Linked DNA regions of Pan troglodytes: region 1 is linked to region 2. Evidence: chromatin contacts called from public capture Hi-C data. All regions are on one chromosome and are shown on one strand. Each heading gives the region's core, a stretch centred on a gene start, on an enhancer-like site or on the middle of the called end of the contact. The rest is flanking DNA. Distances are from core to core; before and after follow the strand shown. Region 1 overlaps SCUBE3 (signal peptide, CUB domain and EGF like domain containing 3). Region 2 overlaps ANKS1A (ankyrin repeat and sterile alpha motif domain containing 1A).

Evidence for each region. Capture Hi-C pulls out chosen DNA fragments and counts their contacts.
Region 1: a contact with region 2 is called in a capture Hi-C map of stem cell-derived neural stem cells, with 2.2 times the contacts expected there. The contact joins two enhancer-like sites. A contact is called at or near these places in 1 of 1 datasets of contacts at active chromatin or transcription factors (stem cell-derived excitatory neurons) and 1 of 1 other capture datasets (stem cell-derived neural stem cells).

Annotation. Positions count from the first base shown.
Region 1 is chr5:41,092,546-41,095,445 of NHGRI_mPanTro3-v2.0_pri, forward strand. All of the region lies in intron 1 of SCUBE3 (signal peptide, CUB domain and EGF like domain containing 3), which reads left to right. All of the region lies in intron 2 of LOC129144244 (a long non-coding RNA gene), which reads right to left. Among named protein-coding and RNA genes, the nearest start is that of SCUBE3, 5.4 kb to the left of the region's middle. Within about 2 kb of position 1,641, at least 1 of the 24 cell types and tissues checked has an H3K27ac peak or open chromatin away from gene starts, as enhancers often do. A contact at or near this core is called in stem cell-derived neural stem cells, where this site is marked.
Region 2 is chr5:40,930,800-40,933,684 of NHGRI_mPanTro3-v2.0_pri, forward strand. All of the region lies in intron 12 of ANKS1A (ankyrin repeat and sterile alpha motif domain containing 1A), which reads left to right. Among named protein-coding and RNA genes, the nearest start is that of TCP11, 85 kb to the right of the region's middle. Within about 2 kb of position 1,547, at least 4 of the 24 cell types and tissues checked have an H3K27ac peak or open chromatin away from gene starts, as enhancers often do. A contact at or near this core is called in stem cell-derived neural stem cells, where this site is marked.

The DNA of each region.
Region 1 (2,900 bases), core at 391-2,890, 160 kb after region 2:
CATGACATGTCTCAGAGGTGGGGAAAGCCTCGGGGTGGGAGAGTACAGAGACTTTTCCCTGTTTTCAACCCCTTCCTTCTCATCTCTTTGAGTCTCTGCAGGGTGGAATAAGAGAAAGGGGACTAGAAGACACTAAGGCCAGAATTACTGCAGGCAGAGAAAGAAGACAGTCATCAGCAGCCCTCAAATGAGATTGTTTTTTGAAACCTTCAGGAATCTGAGAGCATGAGAACCGGTTTGAGATGTGAGCAGCTGGGACCTGTTGTAAGAGGAGCCGGCCCTGGGTGTGAGTTTGGGAATGTGAAGTGTGCATTCACACACGTGTGAATGTGTGTGCATGACTCAGGGTGTGTGTGTGTGTGTAGTGCTCTGGTGAGAGGAAAAAGGAAGTGGGGCAATGTGCATTTTGTTTTAGTTGGAGAAGTAAAGAAGTGGAATGGCTTGGTCCAGTGCCTTGAACTGAGGACAGGGGAAGGGAACGAAGGGCTTCAGACCTTTTGAGAAGATGGAGCTGGAAGAGCTTGCTGCCTGAACTCACTCAGTCCTTTCCCCCAGCTCTGGTCCCCAAATGTCAGGGTGTGGGCCTCCTTTGACATCCCGTATCCCTAGCACATGACCACTTATAAGAAAGAGTCCCTGTCAGGGCTGGAAACTGCAGAGCTGCTCTGAGGCTGGCAGTGCCTGCAAGAGGCCCAGACCTGGGGACAGCTTCTTCAGGCTCAGAAGACTGGAGTCTGGAAACAGAAGGACTGCTGGGCCTTGGGTATAGAAGCGAAACAACGGCCAACCCAGGGATGTCTGGGGGGTACAGGAGCTAGTCACCTGGGCTAAGAGGGGACAGAGACTCCCCTCCCCCACCTGCCACTTAACATTGGACTGGCTACTCTCCTGTTCCCATGCCCACCCAATGCCAGCCTCAAGTGGCACCGGGGATATAGAGGTATATGGTGCCAGTGGGTTTAGACAAATGCAGAGCCTAAGGATTTGAGCCTCGGAGGAAATCACTGAAATCCCTCTTCTCACTTGTAAAATATCAGTAGGGTTCCCTGCAGCCCTGAGATTCTGCACATCTCACTGAAATCCTTCCTGCTGAAGGCAGAAGGCGCCGGGCCTCCACAGGTTACTCACCCAAATCTCAGGCGCTCTCCTCCTTGGATGCTGGTCCACTTCTGCCTGCCTGAGGCTAGGTCATCTGGATACTCTTCCTTTCTTCCCCCACCCCAGTTTCCTGGAACCCCAAGTAGCTGATAGTTCTTACTGTGTCCATGAAGTGGGTATTTATCCCTGGAAATAGCCCCTGAAGAACACATGTGTGTTTCTATATGTGTGTATCCAACAAAGTTGGGAAGTGGAGCTGAAATATCCGTGTTATGGGAACTGAATATTCTTGGATCTGGGCCCCAGGATTCCGTGGTTCTAGCTCTGAGACTAGCTGTCTGTATTCTGCCCTAGCCTAGACATGTCCCCCTGCAGATCAAGCACTGCTTTGTAGTTGCTGTTAGATGCTGTGCTTTGGCTGAACAAATGGGATGATGACCCCTATATAGGGCACAGTGGTCCTTGCTCTTACCTCTGGTTTTCCCTGTGGTTATAACCATAGCCCTAGAGAGCTGTGGGGTTTGGATTTCTGAGCCTACACCAGGGGCTCTTCAGGTCTGGTCACTGGTGGTAACAAGCTGAGGAAAGACCTGGGCAGGGGCTGCAGGGCTGGAGGGAAGATCCAGGATAAGGAAACACATCTAAGGAATCCCTCTGAAAGGGGGGAGTATCAGGATATGTGGGCATTGGGGGGAGGGCTGGGGAAGGGGAGTGCTTGAAGGGTAGACCCTGGGGAGCAGGTTTACAGAGAGGACGTTTTTACAAGTTTCTAATTATATTTATTTGGAGTTTTCCTCTGGCGGTTTGAAGCTGTTAACAGCAGGAACCTGTATCCCTGGTGTTTGTTTTTGTTTCTAACCAGCTGCTTGGCCCCAGCATAGTGAATCCAAGGGCAGGCAACACCTGCCCACTGTTGCACTGCCCACCCTTTCCTTATTGCAACTGTGTCTGTACCCTCCCTGCCCACTACTCAGCCTTGCTCTCTTCTGCTGCTCCCATGCCCAAAGCCTCAGAGCATCTGCATTCCCACTGCTGATTTCCTCCCTGGATCATGTACATTTCAGCTCCTTCCGCTCCACGGTTATATACTGGATGCATGCTTCATGCTGAACTAAGTGCTGAGGTGGAGTTGGGGGAGGTACAATAATGACTAAGGCATGGATTCCTCCCTCAAGTGCTTAGAGAACACAGTGGGTAGTTAGAGAGCACTGGACTGGGAGTTTGAAGACCTGGATCCTGGCTTTACACTAGCTATTTGCTCTTTCCTGAGGTATCCTCACTGGGCTTCAGTTTCCTCATCTATTCAATGAGAGAGGACAGTTTGAAGACCACGTGAACCAACCTGCATGAAAAAACTGTACACTTAGTGAAATTATACAAATCTGAAATGAGTTTATTTTTTTCAATTAAAGAGATAATATTACTAATCACAAAACCAGAACCTACCCATGCCCACTGCCTGCCTCTCTGCCCCTCACTCTACAATGTTCTGTTCTTCCCCCACTTCACTACCCATCCTCTAAAAGTCTCTGATTCATGGTTGTTGATTTTGTCCATACTGAAAGGGAGAAAATTCTTGTCCAATTAGGGTTACATTCAAATGATCAGGGAGCTAGATTAGGGATAAGGCAGGACAACAGAGAGAAACTCATCAGGGTCCCCAGTAAGTGACAAGCTTCTGAGGTTCAGACCCCCTTCCCTTCAAATCACCAAACACCAGCAGCTTTTCCTGGCTGTTCAGTTGAGCAGGCTAAGCTTGAGTGAGAGGAGAGGATACTGTTTTTAAAAGGAGAAAGTGCTCT
Region 2 (2,885 bases), core at 297-2,796:
TTCTTGAACCATCCTCTATAGTCCAGCTTGGGAAAGTCAAGAACAGGCACATGTGGGGGACCACCTAAACAGCGGGTTCATCCACCCGGGCTGCAGAGCCCCAGGCTGCTGTGTCTGCACCACTGCCAGGTGCTGAAGCGTGGAGAGGATGGGCTCAGGCCTGCCCATGAACCCTGTCTGATGGGTCAGGAGGGGGCTTTCCCCAGGATCTCAGGGAGTACCGTCTTCAACTTGGACCAAAATGGAATCACTGTTTATTTTGACTGGTCAGTATCAGGGTTCAGATTGTCCTTGGGTTGGGCGTCAGGATCAGGGAGAAAAGATCTGGGCTCTGGGGTTAGCCTGGGTAGAGGAGGAGCAGGCCCTCCAGCAGGCAGCCCTGCACCAAGTGTGGGATTGCCCAGCACCACTGGTTTTGCAGAGGCGCCCGCACCCCCCAGCCGAAGGGCACGACCACAGCATTGGAGTCTCAGTTCTGTTTTTAGGGCCACAGGCCCCTGGGCTGCCACCACTGGAGCTAGTTAGCTGAATCGCCAACAGAAGTGTTTACAGCTAACTCATCCCTGTGCCAACTCCCATTCTCAGGAGTCCAGGAGGGTATGCCTTCCCACTGGCCCAGGCCACTCTGGCTCTGTCAACAAAGGCCTTCTCCGTCAAGCAGAAGGGAACTTGCTTGGCTGTCTTCTGATAAAGCCAGCCATGTTAGGTATTGAGTAGCTGGTCAAGCAGGATCCTTCTGGGGCCTGATGAGAACCCTCTCTTTTCCAGGGCTCATCTACAGCCTATTGGGATACCAGTATCTCCCAGCATATTTAGAGGGTAATGTGTCCAGGGCATATTTAGAAGCCCTGGACTTCTGTCCCTGTACCTGTTTTATCTTTTTGGCCTGTCTCCATCTGTACTTGGGATTTGGCCCTGGTTTCCCCCTTGCCCTTGGCCATCGCTGTCCTCCCCCAGAGTGTGAGTGGCCTGCTCTGGGGTGGGGCACTTCCCCTGGGCTCTAACAGGCCCCAAGAGAAGTCCGTCCCCAATTTGTTTGGTATACTCACCTAAGGAACATCAAGTGTAACGGCCTTATTTCATTGCCTGTTTTTATAAGAAGCACAGTCATTCGTAAAGTGGCAAGTAGGGGGGTCACTTACCTGTGGGCTATGCCCTTTGGGTCTGGTCATTCCTGTGTCCTCTCCTGGCTGTCCTGGAAACTGTCGAACAAAGCTCTAGGAGCAGTCCCTCTCTATTCTTCCTGACAAGCTGTTTCCAGCCCCTGGAGCTAGAGGTAAAGTTTCATATCTCCGCCCTTCATATGCATTTGTGCAGCCAACATCGGCTATTGGGAAATCTGTCATTTCGCTCTGATGCTAGTGCTGCTGTCTCCTTCTCCCTCAGCAGCCACAGCAGCAGTTGCTTCTGCTCCGATGTGATGTCCGATCCCTGATGTATTTTCCTGAGCTTGGAAGGGGGAGGGTGAGGAGGGGAGGAAGGGGAGGGCCAGACATTACGAGAGTGAGCAAGGACTGTGGAGCCAGCAGCAGGCAGCGTGGAGCCCAGGAGCCTTTAGACAAAGCATTCTGCTGCGGCTCTGTCAGCGCGCACATCCACCGGCAGCAGGCAGGACCACAGCTGCCCGGCTGGGGGATTACAAGCAAGAATGAATCAGCACCCGGGGACACTTGACTTCATGGGCATAGAAGAACCTGCCACGTAGGCTCCTGGAGCAGACTTCCCCATTCAAGGGCAGGGGAGCTCAAGTATCCCCCAGACTCGGCATCTTGGAGCGCTGCGGCAGCGTGCATCCAGAAGGCCGCCGGGTCCCTGACCATCATCTGTTCTGCAGGAGACAGAGGAGAGGGAGTGGAGGCTGGCAGAGTTGGTCACCAGGGTCTTGTAGATAACCAAGGAAGTTGGCATTGTCCTGCCCCAAGGGGCAGAAAGTACCTGGGAACGGCAGAATGACTTTCACCGTGTCAGGAGTTCACTGGAGGTGATGTGTTTATAGTTGGTTCTTCCTTTTCCTTCCTTGTACCTCTTTTTCCTCCTTTTCACTTTTTTCCTTCTTTCATCTGTTCTTGCCCACAAGAATCAGAGAAGTAGGTTGGGGTTCAGGCATCCAGCTCAGAACATCCAAGGTCTGCCAGAAAGGGCTGAACTTTTGTCCTCCCTGCACCACCAAAATCCCCATCCTGATCGAGGAGCAAATAGATGTCCTCCCTTCCCTGCTCATCCTTAGAGGAGAACGCCAAGATCCGGAGACCCTGGGACGACTGTGGCTGTCTTTATCACTCAGCCGAAGAGAGAACAGCGCAGGACGTGAATAGACTTAAGCCGCCACAGCTCAGCTGACAGAGGACCACTTCCTTTTTCTCTCTTTTATCTGGTTGGGTTTTGTCTTCTTTACCCAAGAACTGAATTTGCCTGCCTGCTTTCTACCTGAGCAGGCAGGTGAGTCACTGGAACAGCTGTTATCAGAAGAGGAAAATGAATGCCCAGCCCCTGAAAACCAGCCCGGCCCAAGAAGGCAACACTTCAGACGGCGTGCTGGCCCAGGAGACGCCCTGCTCGCCAGCTGCCAGAGTCTAGCTGTGGATCGGGCTCCTGGCCCACTGGCCGCGCAGCCCGGCGGAATGCGATGCTGCCGTCCCAGCAGAGCCACACCTGAGCCCGACCCCCGAGCCCCGGCCCATGTGCCCCACTCAGCCCGTTGCTGCCTTGAGCCTCTGAGCACAAAGGGCCGGTGGCCATGGTTTGCTTATTCCGGGACTGCTGGGGGAAAACAAGTAAAAGTCTCTTTTCTCCCCCTGCCGTGTTCTGTGCTGCTTGTGTTGCATGTGCTGGGTCCCGGTGAACAGCCGCCGCTGCTGCTTCCCTCCCGGAGCTCTCGCTGTGTG